3 separate regions of the Gossypium hirsutum genome follow, and all the other regions are linked to region 1. Evidence: chromatin contacts called from public Hi-C data. All regions are on one chromosome and are shown on one strand. Each heading gives the region's core, a stretch centred on a gene start, on an enhancer-like site or on the middle of the called end of the contact. The rest is flanking DNA. Distances are from core to core; before and after follow the strand shown.

Region 1 (4,964 bases), core at 1,552-4,051:
TGGCTTTCTTCTGTTTTTTTTTGTGGGTTTTTATACTGAGAGATAAGGTTGTCTACTTTTTTAGATATTGCTAACAACGAGATTATATTTAGTTCTCTTTCAGTGACGTCCTAGGATATGACGTCTTAAGGCAACTAGGTAATTAATGACTTTGAATCTCTACCTGTGTATCATGTATGCTTAGCAGAGATATGAAATGGCATGAGATTTTTTGGGGCTCATGTTTGCATGTGGTAAAAGGTGGAAGGTTTGTTGATTGCATAGTTTGTTGGCTTAGTTTGGTTCACCGGATACACATAGCATAGTTTAAGGATAGATGTAGGGGTACGTGATATAGGTATAACAAATATATGTTGGTATAAAAATTTATTTAATTAAAGTTTATTTTAAAAAATAAAATATTTACAATGCTTTAAAAAAAATTATTATCTTATATTTTAAAAAAAATTTTAATATAGCAAAAATACATTATTATTGAATTTTAAATTAAACATGATTTAATATTTAAAATATGTCCTAATATAATTTTTTTTAAAAAATTTATCATTTTAATTATAATTATTATTTAATAAAAATAAAATAAATAGTTATGATTTTGAATTAGTTTAAAATAATTTAAAAGGAACTTAATTTAATATCAAAATAAATCTAATCTTAAATAATAGAAAAGATTTAAAAATAAATTATTATTATTATGGTAATAAAAAAAATTAAAATATTGAAATAACGAAAACTAATATTTTGAAATGTGTTAAAAATGTAGAAGTTAACTTATGTAAAAATTAATAACAAACACTAATATCATATTTACACTTTTCTATCATAATTTTAAGATATATTTAAAATAAATAAATGAAAAGATAAGGAAAACGTATCAAACATATTTAAAATTTGGTTACCTGCAGATAATAATCGCAAATTTTTAACCATGAAATATATAAATATTAATCTAAAAAATAAAATGGGAATTTTAGAGTTTGGACATGAAAAAAAGATGTAAAAGCATCTTAGCTGATATGTACGTCTATATTTGAGGGTAATTATAAAAATAAAAGCGTAACAAAATAGCATTCATCCAACCTATCCAAATAAAAATATATTCTTCTTTTTTCAAATAACCAAACCATGATTTTGCTATGGCGAAATAAGAAATAGTTTCCTAAACCTTTTTTTTTGAAATTTAAAAATGGATAGAATTCTAATGTCATCTTGTTGATGGTGAACATAAGATTAGGTATATATATTAGTTGATTAATAAAATCTTTTATGATCCTAATTGTCATTAAAATATTCAACCACTCTATTGCCTTTTGCAAACTAATGTGTGAAACAAGCCCCTTATACAACTTTGCACTATCATTGCCTTATCTTTAGGAAAATAAAACCAAACTCTTCACATATCTCAAGACAATAGACATTTACTTTTTTTTTTAAAAATAAAAAAATAAAAAAAATAGATTTCGAATTTCATTGACTATCATACAAAATTTAACATCATCAATTTTATTTTTACTTTTTGAAAAATTTCCTTCAAATCATTTAATCTTATTACCATATGCAATTACATTAAAAATTAAATTAGATACAATAAATATGAAAAAAATGAGTCCTAGAACTCACCAAATAGTTTGACCCACAATTAAACGAAAATAAAAGAAGAACAGGAAGTGTTGAATGACTTGGGTTCATGCGTCTTCTACTTTTACATATAAATGCTGCTTCATTTTATTTATTACAGATTCCCTTTTCTCTTTGCTCTTTAATCATTATCATTCATGCATTTCCATCCATATCTTTTAGGGTTAATTGTATCTATCTTTTGTATTTTTTTTTATACGAGTGAATTCCATAGTGTCAAACCACCACTTAAAACTTAATAAATATAATTAAAAATTATATACATATTTTTGAATTTTCAAACAATGACACATTTTTTAAAAGATGTCAAAAATTAATTTTTTTTCATGTCACCACATACCTCTCTTTCTATGTTTCCCTTTTCTTCATCAAATTAATTTAGGTTAATAGATTTGTTTGAATAATTCCCTACTATTTCATGCTCTACTAATAATGCTTTCTTTTCTTCTTCCTACTCTTTTTACTTTTACATCATGCCGCGTCTTCAATCTTTATTACAAATTCCCCTTTCCCCTTCCTAATTCTAATCATCAATCATTATCATCCTTGGCTCTCCAATAAAAAAATCAATTTGATTTAAGAAAATCCTACGTAATAATATAATACTTTTATTTTAACAATTTTTATATGCTAAAGTTACAACTTGTAATTATATCAATGGTTATTATCAGAATCAATCATTAACTCAACTCAAACTCAAACTAATTTACCTACACATAGTTTACATAGGTGAGATCCGAACTTGAACACTTAAGATCTTAAAGTTTTAATCTTGAAGCGTTATTGATATAAATTATATTCAAGATAAAGAGATTGATATTTTTTTCTAAAAAGAGAAACCAATTACTAATAAAAAATATATTTGATAGTTAATGTAGAAATAAGAAAATGAACCATTTTTAGGATAAAAGAGAAAGGGTTGTGAAGTGAAGTTAATATAAGCAATAACTTAGAATGAAATCCATGAGGTTTAAAATTAGATGAGAGTGGAGAGGTACATAATATAGTGGGCAGAGAAGAAAGAGATGGATAGTGTAAAAGGAAAGGTTAATAAACTTTATTGGCAGTGCAGCTTTGAATCTCATGCTAATGTGGCCTCTAAGTCTTAACTCCAAGTCCAGACAAATATTAAAAGCCATGACAACCTACTCTTTTCGGCAAAGCCCCCAAAATCATACTAGCCTAAGCCAGGCTGGGTCCACTTTCACAAACTACGCCTTCTCTTACACACATCTCTCTACTCCATAATATTAAATTTAAAGTTTGTCATCATTTAACCCAAAGAGTGTTAGAATTAACAATGAAATTTAGGAGTTTTCATTTTATTCATATATTACTAATTAACTCAATAACGTATTTAAATTATCCAATAACATTAAAAGAACCAAACCAAATAATATTTAAATGGGACATTCTGTGTAAAGGAACAAGTTTTCAAACTCCAAAAAAAGAAATGTTGGGAAATATCTTGTTAGACTTAGGGTTGGTCATAATAAAATTGCATATGATATGTTTCAGCTTTTTTTATTTTTTTTTTATTTTTTGACAGTGGTGGTGGCTCTTTGCTTGGACTAAAAAATTGCAGAAATTTGTCCACCAAATTGATTTTACTGTGGTCCATAAAGCCATGAACATGAACTGCATGTGAAGCAAACCCTTCGTCTTAATCTGCTATTATTTACTCTACTTTCATGAAACCAAAAGAAACATGTTGTACTAGGTAATTCTAGAGACACATGCATGTTCAGTATTGATTTTACTTTTTTATTTTATATTTCATCATGTATAAAAGTAGAAGGAAACTAATTAAAGCAAGGTGCTATAAAAAGAAGAAGAAGTAGTTGAAGAAAAGCATTTAAATAGCAATGAGTGGAAGATGAGGTAAGGTAGAATGATTGATGGTTGGTCCGAATCCTAACAGTAGAAGAAATGAAATTTCCCAACGTTTGAAGCTTAAGGAACATTTTTATATGTAGTTTTAAGAATAAGGAACATCAACTTGCATGATCCCCTGTGGGGAGGCCAATTTTAACCCCTACTCTTCCTAACACCCAATTAATCACAAATAAATATTAAGAGTTTAAGCATTAAGCATTAACTAGGTCTAAAGATTTTCTTCATTAAATTGTCAAACTAAATAAGACAAGTTTTTAATCACCTCAGTGGTAGTATACAATTGGCACTGCCAAGTGCCACTTAGCAACTCTTCGCTCATTTTGCCTTAACAATCTCCCCTTTGACAATTTGATAAACAAAATCAAACAACATGGGAAGCGAATTACCACAATCAACAAAACCTCCCCCTCAGTACAACCTTGCTCTACTTACCTTAACTTAGAACATAATATAGTAATTTTGAACTATTAATGACGTTCTAGAATTCACACTAACAATCAAAATTCTAAATTATATCTAAGTAGCAGATACAATAAAGTGCATCAAAATAAACATATACCATAGCATAATATCATCGTAGTTCCAAATCAATTCAATAATTCCACAACATCCACAGTAACAATATCAACAAATAAGTATCATCACCTCACTTATACATACCAAATCAAATAAGTTCAAAAGAAAAAGAAATGAACACCACAAGCTCTGATGCATATTCAATGTCGGCAATATCTTCTTCTGGAAACGTAAATAGCTTCATTAACCATCAACTTCATTAATCAACAAAAGGACATATACTTCCTATATAGCAAGCAACAACACTCAAACCAGTAGCTTCCATATATACTTCTATTCTCCATCATCTATACTCTACTCCTCTTTTTTTTTTCAACAAAATTGCCAACAAAATGCTAAATATCCTTACTCTCTTGATTAGACCAAGGCACAAATGAATGTTGATACAAACATGTAGGAGTAAGTTAGTTCATTGAATCAAAAGTACAAGATCACTAGATTGAGTGAATAATTATGCAAGTATCACTTGCATTGCAGATCTTTCTTTAGTGCTACATTTCTGTCCCTAATCTGCCGAATGATCCTTACCTTAGCCTTAATCTTGGTTATCACTCGATTATGCGATTCAATAGAGGGTGTTAGATGATCAATCATCTTAATGTTGAACCCTTCATCATTGCTTGAAGGGCTAGTGGAAGTGGGAACTTCTGCCTTCCCTGCAGTGGTTGTTGCTTTATGGTCTACTTGTTATTGGTCATTGGCTAAACCATATACTCACACAACTATTTTACTGGATATTCAACATTTTTGTTTTAAAAGAATTTTGAAAATTGCTTCTCACAATTGTTTCCTGTGAGGTCTCTATCCTTTTCATCAATCAGGTATGGCTTTTCAGGAGAAATTTGTAATGCGCT
Region 2 (4,964 bases), core at 1,106-3,605, 120 kb after region 1:
GTATTATTATATTAAATTATTTAAATATCATACCATTTAATTAATTTGAGATAAAATAGGGATATAAGAAACAGAAATAAAATAGATAACTAACACCTGAAGTTCCCTATTCAGAGATGAATGTATTTTTATAGGAATAGCCAGCTGAAAATTAAGTTACATATCAGATAGATCATACAAGAAATAAGAAAAGCTTTCCACTCTCTCTTTCTTTTCATCTTTATCGACCAAAACGTCTTCGCTGCTACTCAAAATTTGATCCAATTTAGCACCAGAGCAAAAGAGATAATGAATGATCCGCCCCACCACTAGTTTCCTACAACCTTATCTTAGACAGTCATCGATTCATGTTTGTCAGAGGCGATACCTGGAACCTCCTCTATCCAGAACTCAGAACACTGTCGTCTAAGACCCTCCTGGGCCAGCAAGTGAGCCACTTAATTTGTTTCCCTCTTGTGCTGCATGTAACAGCTCAACCTAAATCCTGCTCCAATTTGCTTTCCATCTTTAATCAGCGCGCTCACACATGGTCTGTCCTCTCCATCTCGAAATCCCAGTTCTTCAGCAAAGCGTAGAGCTTGGACCGCTGCCAGCCCTTCTACCACAAAATAATCCGGTACATGGTCATTCACTTGAAACCACGCTGCCAAAATCTCTCCTGTATCTCGAATGATTATTCCTGAACTGGACTTTTGTCTATCTTTTTGAAATGCTGCATCGAAATTGATTTTGACGCACGGATCCGCTGGTGGTTTCCATGTTACTGACCGAGTTCTTATTACAAGCGTTTGGTCCTGGCCAATCATATGCAGTTCTGCTACATGCGCTCTCACAAAGGTAACAACGACTCCATATAATTGGGTAATAGATTCATGAACTAATTTGTTTCTAGAATTCCACAGTGCCCATATTATAACACAGAGGTACTGTTTAATGTTGGACCCCCTCCACTGTAAAAGATAGCTCTACCAATCAACTAACTCGCTATCGTCCATCTGTGCAGGCCAAGAAATACTCAATTCCGCCCATACATTGCGAGTGAAACAACAATTCCACACTACATGCACACTTGACTCAGGAGTCAGGACATAGGTGGCATCTTGGACATAGCGGGCTTGAAGCAATCCTTAGATTGTATAAGTTATCCATAATCGGAATAAAATTCCTAAGAAGTCTCCAGCAAGTAATCTTTATTTTTGGTGGGATTTGTATTGCCCTTAAGGCCTTGTAATTGAAATTCATACGCCGGTCCTGTAGAGTAGAAGCAATAGGATCAAAATTATCTGATGCTATCAACTGGTAGCTACTCCATACCGAGTAGATTCCAGTGTTTGTCCCCACTCCATACTTGCACATCTTCCTGCCCTGATGCAGCAACTGAAATGCATAATACTCTCTTGACCTCTTCCTTCGAAAATAGACTTCACACCAACAGTATATTCCATCTCCCCTCATTAGGGACTATTAAATCAGAAACCATATTGAACTCATTACTAATCTGATCAGATTGAATTCTGCAGTTTCCTACTCCTGGGAGCCAGCAATCATTCAAAATTGAGATGGAGCGTCCATCACCAACCTTCCATCGGAGCCCCACCTCTAATACCCTCTGAGCGCTCCAAATACTCCACCAAGTATAAGTAGAGTTCACACCCATCTCTGCCCTTAGAAAATCTTTAGAGGAGTAATATTTAGCTTTTAAAATGAGTGCCACTAAAGAGTTAGGATTAGTCAAGAGCCTCCACCTCTGCTTGGCCAACATGGCAATATTAAACTTCCCCCAATTTTGAAATCCCATAACTCCCGTTCCCTTTGATGCACAAAGCTGAGCCCATGAGCACCAATGCATGCTCTTTTTATGACTAGATTTAGCCCACCTAAAACGGCTCAAAATTCTTTCCATCTCTCGGTAGAGCAAAATCGGTAACAGAAAACAAGTCATAACATACGTGGGAATGGACTGCAAAACTGACTTTATAAATACTCCCTTACCTCCTTGGGGTAACAGCCTGCCACTCCAACTCTCCACTTTGCTGCGCATGCACTCCTTCAATCTTTGAAACGCCTCCCTTCTCTGCCTCCCAACCGTCGAGGATAACGCTCCAGTATGAACCTGAAAAATAATTTTATCTGAAGCCGAAGGTCATCGGTAACATTCACTCAAATAAATAAGGCTTTTATCAAAATTCACACTTTGACCTGAACAACGTTGATAATCTTCTATGATATCCTTAAGATTCGATGCCCTTATCACCGTAGCCTTATAAAACTCGTATGCAAAAAGCGAGTTAACCTTGGTCCACCATGACAAACACGAGTACCCATGATTCTTCCTTCCTCTTTCCCTAAATTGAAAGACATAGAGAACCCTTCACTACAAACCAAAAATAAATAAAGACTCGATGGGGACTCAACGGGTCTTCCTGTCAAAGACCTCTTGTAGGTAAGAACATCTCCCCCCTCTTTCCATTAAGAACAACCGAGTATGTCACCGTAATAGTGCAATGCATTATCACATCAACAACGGAATCAAGAAACCCCACTTGGTGCAACATTGCCTCCACAAAAGATCATTCCACCAGATCATATGCTTTGCATGTGTCTAATTTCAAGGTAAAGGTAGATTCTCTTTTTTCTATAAGAGTCTAGCATCTCAAACAATTAAAATATTATCCAAGATTACTCTCCCAGGGATGAAAGCACTCTATACACCCAATCAATACATTACGGAAGAACACCTTGTAATCTATTGGCGATAACCTTAAAAATAATTTTATGAAGGATATTACAAGTCGGAATTGGGTCATAATTCACGGACAAGAAATTTTAAGGATCAATACAATGTTCATATAGTTTATGTGTTAGCAATTTTGGTTTAAAAAACAGTTTTTAGTCATAGAAGAAGTTTAAAATTTTTGAAATTTGAGTCGGTTTGTAATATTTATAGCAGTAAATTTTTTTTGAAAATATTTATGCTTTGTATGAGATGAATTTATATAGTTTCAAAATTTTCAACTGAATGTCTTTTTCCATTATCTTCGTACCCTGAATTGGGTCGAATGTGGCTCAAGCAACAAGAATCAAGCATAGAATAAGAAACAATTTAATTATTTTCAGTAGTAAAGTATTTCTCTCAAATAAAAATCGATAAAAATTATAATTCTCAAAAAATAAAATTTATAGTTGGAAAATAATTTACCACTATTTTTTGCCAATATAAAAATATATACAACTTGTGTGTAAAAACTTGTTAATAAATCTATTTATAGGGAGAGATAAGAGAATTCTACTTGAATAAATATAACATAAATAATATTTATTTAACAGAAAAGCATTCTCCTAATCTAACTAGAAGAGGTGGGGGCCTTCACACATAAAATGAGGGGAATTAGATCTCATATATTAGGTCTAATTATATGTGTTTCCTAAACTTTTGATCCAATACTTTATAACTTAATTCAACTCAAAATTTGTTTTTTTATTCCCAAAATAAATACTAATTAATTAATTAATTTAATTAACTAAATTAATTTCTTAATTAAATAATTTTTCAATACAATTCTAATTTCGTTGAAGTCATGACGATTTTACCATAAAAGAATCTATGAGAAAATATATTTATTTTTCATATTCAATAGATTTATAATGACTAATTGATTTAATTTCGTTTTCGAACTACAATTATTTAACTGTAATTAATTAAATAATAATTCGAAAACCTCCAACTAATTCTCTAGTCAATTTTATACTTAGTGAGAAAACACATTCATTTATGAATGTGACCCATTTCTCTAACTTCATAATTTTCATTCATCCATGTCTTTTTAGTTCTAGATGTAATTCATTTATGATTTCAATGAGCTAATTGAGGAACCAATTAGACATATATAATTACATTTCAAATGATCTATAATTAAGTTTCATCTTTTCGCCTATTAATTATAAACTCATTTAGTCACGAAGTCATTCCACTATAGTATTGTGACTAAGCTCCCCCTAATTACATATCATTACGAAAGTTATTTAATTAGTGCTTGTGCAATGACCTTGTCATAAGTGTGTTACCCTTATAAGATATCCTTAATCTATTGGGGATAAATTCGTTCTCCTAATATGATTATATTTTATCTCACTATAGCTACTACATCTTCATGAAAAGTCAATTATTATCAAATAGAAATAAAGTCATTTATCACAAAGACAAACGACCCATTGTCACATTTATTTTTCATCTGTCATGTAATGCCAATGAGAGAATATCATTTAATCTTTAGTTGGGCTATGAATTCCTCTATTGTGAATGATGTTACATACTGCAGAAATAGTATGCCTAACACACCAGTTTTTGGTTCTTTATCTATTTGAACTCAAACTTTTACTTACATCAAAGTATACGAGTCATGCATACAGAGTCCATCATTCATTCAGGATTAAGGTATGTCACACAATTAATGTCACAAGTGAATAAATTCATAAACAGATCTAGAATCTATTCTGCTTGGTTCATGTCTGATGTACTATACATTCAGTCAGTCACATCTGTGTCTCTATCTTTTGGGAGTCATCTGCTCTGATGCTCATAACAAAACATATTCCCAATTGTACTTGATAGATGACATATTAGTTTTTTAAGAGGTTTGTTCATTTTGATTAGACTATGGACATGTTTAGGTTCGTCTACTAATACAAGTTGTCTTTTCATATTATGATTTGACCACGTAATACCATTTTGTATTAGATAAACATTAGATAACTAATGAGTCAATATTTGCTTCAAATTTTCTTTGCGTGCAAAAACATTGAAGAAAATATACAAAAGGTATCAATGTAATTAATAGATATTATTATTAAATCAAGTTGTTTGAAAACTACAAGTATACGCAGCTGAAAATACTATATTTAGGACACCATACCCATCATTATGTCGTTCAAATAGCTAATATCATTCCCAACAATTTGCCAAT
Region 3 (4,964 bases), core at 874-3,373, 68 kb after region 1:
GTTAGAGATGAAAGAAATGGGTTAATAAAGTTATGCTATATGTGTTTTAGGGTTTATGCTACTGATGTTATGGATAAACCTCAATATCTATAAATGGTTCCTGGGTATACATTGATCTTTATGCTTATTTGTTCCTTAGACCAAGACATCCATAGAATAGGAAGAATAAACTAGGAAGTCAAAAATTAAGAATTAGGGAAATGGGTTAAGCTTGTGGTTGTATGGATTAAATTTTGGCATAAAGTATTGTGGTGACCTAGATCATCTAAGTGATTATATTTGCGGCGTGGACCAATCAGTGGTATGGATCATTTATGTGGAAGCCAACAGTTTAGCTCTAAGGAATTAGGGATATAAGTCATAATGTAGGGGGTTGAATCATCAGTAACTTTAGAAGGCAAAAAAATGTAGATACAACATAGATTGCTCTAGGGATCAACGGGCTATGTTATTTCCAGAGTTTGACATAAATCAAATGATAATAAAACATTGCAGTGATCGGTGACACCTATGAATTAAAATAAGTTTGTCCAGGAACAATATTAATAAAAGAATGGAGTTTGGAAGATGAAGCAAGATTTTTTTAGGGTAATTATGAGATATTGATCCAATTGGAAGATGAAACATCATCTTATCTCTTTTGTAAAAAAAGGAAATTGAAAGCAGTAAATGATTCACATAGAATTTGGGCTGGCAGTGATTGGGATTGATGGATGTATGTTTTCCACTCCTCCCTAAAAGAAAGAAAAATTTGGGTCTCAACTTCTTGAAAATTGTGATCAAGCTTCTGTCATCAGCCAATATTTATTCTTGTGGACCCTTCCCAGCTAGTACCATTTAATATGTAAATATGAACTAAATGGTAATGGAGGCATGAAAAGAAGAAATAAAAAAAAAAGATAAAGTAGTAGAAGAAGAGACAAGAAGAGAAAGATAAAAAACAAAAAACTAAAGAATTAGGATAAAGTGTGGTGGAGTGTGGAATAAAGGCAGGGATAAATAAAGAATAAAGTGGTTTCAATAATAATTTAATAAAGGTCAGACTATGTTTCAATCTTTTCTCCAACTAATTTGTGAATCAAAAAAGAACAACCAACTTTGCATCTCTACCCACTGTTTCAAATAACCTATAATTTCATACCCCTTTTCTTTTCAATTTCTTTATATAACTATTACTAATTAACAGAGTAGAAAATATATTTGAAATCTAAGTGGATTTGACTCTTAATATCGGAGATTAAATAAAAAAATCGTTTAGATTTTGATTTATAAATTTATGACATTTAAAATTAGTTAATAAAAAAATTAAATTATAAAAAAAAGAGTAATGAGAGCTTTCGATTGGTACAAGTATAATGTATAGAGAAGACCATATAATAATAATTTTTATAATCCAGTGACTGAAATAAAAAATTTTAAATAGTTTAAAATTATTTTATAATTTTTTTAAGTTAAATAACTAAAATATAAATTTACTAATAATTTAATAATTTTAAGATATTATATGTAATTTTACAAAATTCAATTATACTCCTATTTAAAATCTTGATATGGTTTAAAAAGGAAACAGAAAAAAACAAAATGGGATCCTTCATAATAAATCATTCACATGATAAGTATGTCACCTCCCAATTAACTCCACATTTATTATAGATAAGATTCAGATATCACCCTTTAGTCCCTTCTTTTTAAATGTCTTCAATTAATTAACAGAAGTTAACTTAAACCCTAATTTTGCTATATATAATCAAAAAAGAGGAAAGAAAAAACTTCAATCAAAAGAGAGCCAAAGGCATGGGCAAAATTGTGTGTTTATGCTTGTGCTTGAATGTCTATTTTCTGAAGCAAAGTTCAGCTAAATTTATTTAAAGAAACAAAAAAGAAAAAAAGGTTTAAAATTTTGTAATTAAATGATTCATAATTTTGATACTATGAGAAGGGGGATGGGAATAGCTCTCTCTCTCTCTCTCTCATATTCATTCCATTGTGGTGTCTGCACACTCTGACACACTGCTCTCTAAATGGCGTAAACTTGATGGCTGATAGTGCAAGCAAAGCAAGCACCTTAATTCACTTTTTTTTTTTTTTTGCTTTATTTTTATCTCTCAACTCACTTAAACAGACTATTCCTCTTGTCTTTCTCTCTGTCTTCTTCTTTTTAGCCTTCACTACTTGTATAACCCACCTGTTTGTAGCGTCCTTCACTACCAAATCCTTCCTCTCAATAACTCTTTTTTTCTTCTCCTCTTTCTCCTTCACCACCCTTGTTCTACCCTTTTTTCATTTCCTTTTTTTTTTTAATTTCTTTAAGATCAAACCCTCTATTCTCTTTGCTTTATTGATTGCCATTGTTCTCTCATCCCTGGGTCGTCTTCACTTTTATTAATTTCCATATCTAGAGTGAATAGAAAATAAAAGAGAAAAGACATTGTTGTATCAATATTAGTTTAGTAAGTGAGTAAGAGACTGATCTTCCTTTCTCTTCTTACAGCCATCATTTTCCTAATTTCCAAGGGAGACATTGAGTCAACACACACTTTGCCTTGTTCCTCTCCTTTTCTTTTTGTTTTCTCTTCTTTCCCAGTTGACCCTAGACTTATGAGAACAATAGGATGGGAGATAATTCAAAGTCTAGGTGGTTCTATTGTTGACTCTTTTATTTTTTTCATTTGTCCTTCCCATCATCAATCCAAATCTGCCTTACTCTCTGATAGATACACCATACCCTAACCCTCTCTCTAACCTGCTTCTCAAATAACCTGATATATAGCCAAAGTTTTTATTTATAACCGCGTAGTGGGTCATCCTTCTCCCTTTGTCTCCTTTTTCTTTGTTTAAGTTAATATTATTGTTTGGTTATGGGGTTTGGGCATTCACGAAACAAGGGTTTTTCAGACTCAGTGCCAAGGATTGATAGGATAGAATATTGTTTTTCTATTCTTGTGCTGTGCAAGAGTTGACAAGCTGTCCACAAAACTCCTAGGATTTAGGATTTAATAAACAAAGGAAGCAAGCATAGATCTTTTATTTTCTAATCATTTTTGGCCTCCTGCCCTAACACTACTCCAACCTTGTCAGTCTCCTCCTCTTTTGGTCTTCAAAGTCCTTGCACAATAAGGAAAGCACAAATAAAATACATAATACCTAGAAATGGAACTTTCCAATCAAGAAGGAGAGATCCCAATTCCTTTGAACAGTACATATGGTGGGGGACATGGGCATGGGCACGGGCATGGGCACGGGCACGGGCACGGGCACGGGCACATGATCCATCATGATCCTGCTGCACCCCACAACCATATCATACCTTCTTCAGCACCCCCAATTCTTTCCAATGGACCTTCCTCCTTGTCCACAAACCTAGACGATCATGTGCCCTACAAGAAAGCGGTGAGGTACAGAGAGTGCCTCAAGAACCATGCAGCAGCCATGGGGGGCAATGCCATAGATGGATGTGGTGAGTTCATGCCCAGTGGAGAGGAGGGTACCATTGAAGCCCTGAATTGCTCAGCCTGTAACTGCCATAGGAACTTCCACAGAAAAGAAATTGAAGGTGAGCCCTCTTCATTTGACTGTTACCCGTTGCATAGTCCACATCTCAGCAGCAGGGTTGGAAGGAAACTCATCTTAGGTCACCACAAGAGTATCCTACCACCTGAGGCTCTAGGGTACCCCACAGGTACTCTTATACACTCAAGAGCAGCACCAACACCCCACCAGATGATAATGTCCTACAACATGGGCTCCCTCCCTTCAGAGTCGGATGAACAGCCCGAAGATGGTGGTGGGGTAGCGGGGAGCAGGCCACTCCAGCTGATGAAGAAAAGGTTCAGGACAAAGTTCACCCAGGAACAAAAGGAGAAAATGCTTAACTTCGCAGAGAAAGTAGGGTGGAAAATCCAAAAGCAAGAAGAAGCAGTGGTGCAACAGTTCTGCCAAGAGATTGGGGTGAAGAGAAGAGTCCTCAAGGTGTGGATGCACAACAACAAGCACAACCTAGCCAGGAAAAACCCTTGTAATTCCACCGCCAACGCCACTGCTGCTGCTCCTACTACCACTGCTGCATGACTATGATGATCAAAGTCAAAACGCCAATTTAATCAGTATCTCTCCTCTTCAGTCCTTCTTAGTAATTTGTGTCTCATTTTCATTTCCTTCCACTATATATCTAGCTTCATAATTAGCTAGCTTAATCATTTTGTCTGGTTTGGTTTGGTTCCTTGGGTGTGTGTTTCTTGCTTATAGTGGTTGTGGGGTGTGCAGTGGTAGATTAGGCAAATTAAGAAAAGAATAAAAAAGTGTCCAAGACGAGTTTCGGTTAACATTAGTAATTATTTGACTCATGTTTTTGCAAATATCCATGCATGCACGGATGTAATTCAGCTTTCTTAATATATTATCATTTTTATTACAATATAATATCTGGAGATTTAACTTGTTTTACATCTTCTGCTACACTATATACGGTACGTCTTGGTGAGTCTGAACTCTGAAAAGTAACATATTTATTTCCTGTGATAAAATTAAAGTACCTTTCCTCCCTCCCTGAAAACGAAGATACATGTTTGTTTGGTTCTGAAAGATGCAATAGTTTTATGTTTACTTAATAATAAAATTATCAGTAAACCAACCCACCAATCAGAGCTTCCATATTTTGCCCTTTCCATGAAACTTGGGATTGTCTTTTTGCTTATGGACGCTGTGTACTTGCTTCTAATCATTAAAACTGTTCTAATTAAGTTGTGCACGTTTCATTTTGAGACCTTTACTTATTTTATTTCACCATACCATGCTTTCTCTCAAATTTCAACGAAAGTTATCCACTTCTGTTATTGCTAAAATCTAAAGAATACATTATTATTTCATTTGCTTTAATAATTGTGGGGTTTGCTGAAAAAAAAATCTAGTTTCGACATGTTTTCATCATTTTTTTCCTTTTTTTCGCTTTTTAAAGATTTTGTTGA

Evidence for each region. Hi-C and Micro-C count contacts between places; a contact is called where the count stands out from the background.
Region 2: a contact with region 1 is called in a Hi-C map of leaf, with 4 times the contacts expected there. The contact joins two enhancer-like sites. A contact is called at or near these places in 17 of 34 Hi-C or Micro-C datasets (callus, fibers, leaf and 2 more).
Region 3: a Hi-C map of leaf shows a contact between it and region 1, with 2.2 times the contacts expected there. The contact joins the promoter of LOC107896660 here to the enhancer-like site in region 1. A contact is called at or near these places in 12 of 34 Hi-C or Micro-C datasets (anther, callus, cotyledon and 3 more).

What each region holds. Positions count from the first base shown.
Region 1 is chrA10:93,077,125-93,082,088 of Gossypium_hirsutum_v2.1, forward strand. No RefSeq gene overlaps it. Among protein-coding and RNA genes, the nearest start is that of LOC107896662, 28 kb to the left of the region's middle. Within about 2 kb of position 2,802, at least 2 of the 9 cell types and tissues checked have an H3K27ac peak or open chromatin away from gene starts, as enhancers often do. A contact at or near this core is called in leaf, where this site is marked.
Region 2 is chrA10:93,196,921-93,201,884 of Gossypium_hirsutum_v2.1, forward strand. No RefSeq gene overlaps it. Among protein-coding and RNA genes, the nearest start is that of LOC107896659, 16 kb to the right of the region's middle. Within about 2 kb of position 2,356, at least 5 of the 9 cell types and tissues checked have an H3K27ac peak or open chromatin away from gene starts, as enhancers often do. A contact at or near this core is called in leaf, where this site is marked.
Region 3 is chrA10:93,145,848-93,150,811 of Gossypium_hirsutum_v2.1, forward strand. It overlaps LOC107896660 (zinc-finger homeodomain protein 4), which reads left to right and starts at 2,124. Exons shown (of 2, transcript XM_041079030.1): 1 at 2,124-3,221; 2 at 3,252-4,441. The coding sequence starts at 3,151. The coding sequence ends at 4,068.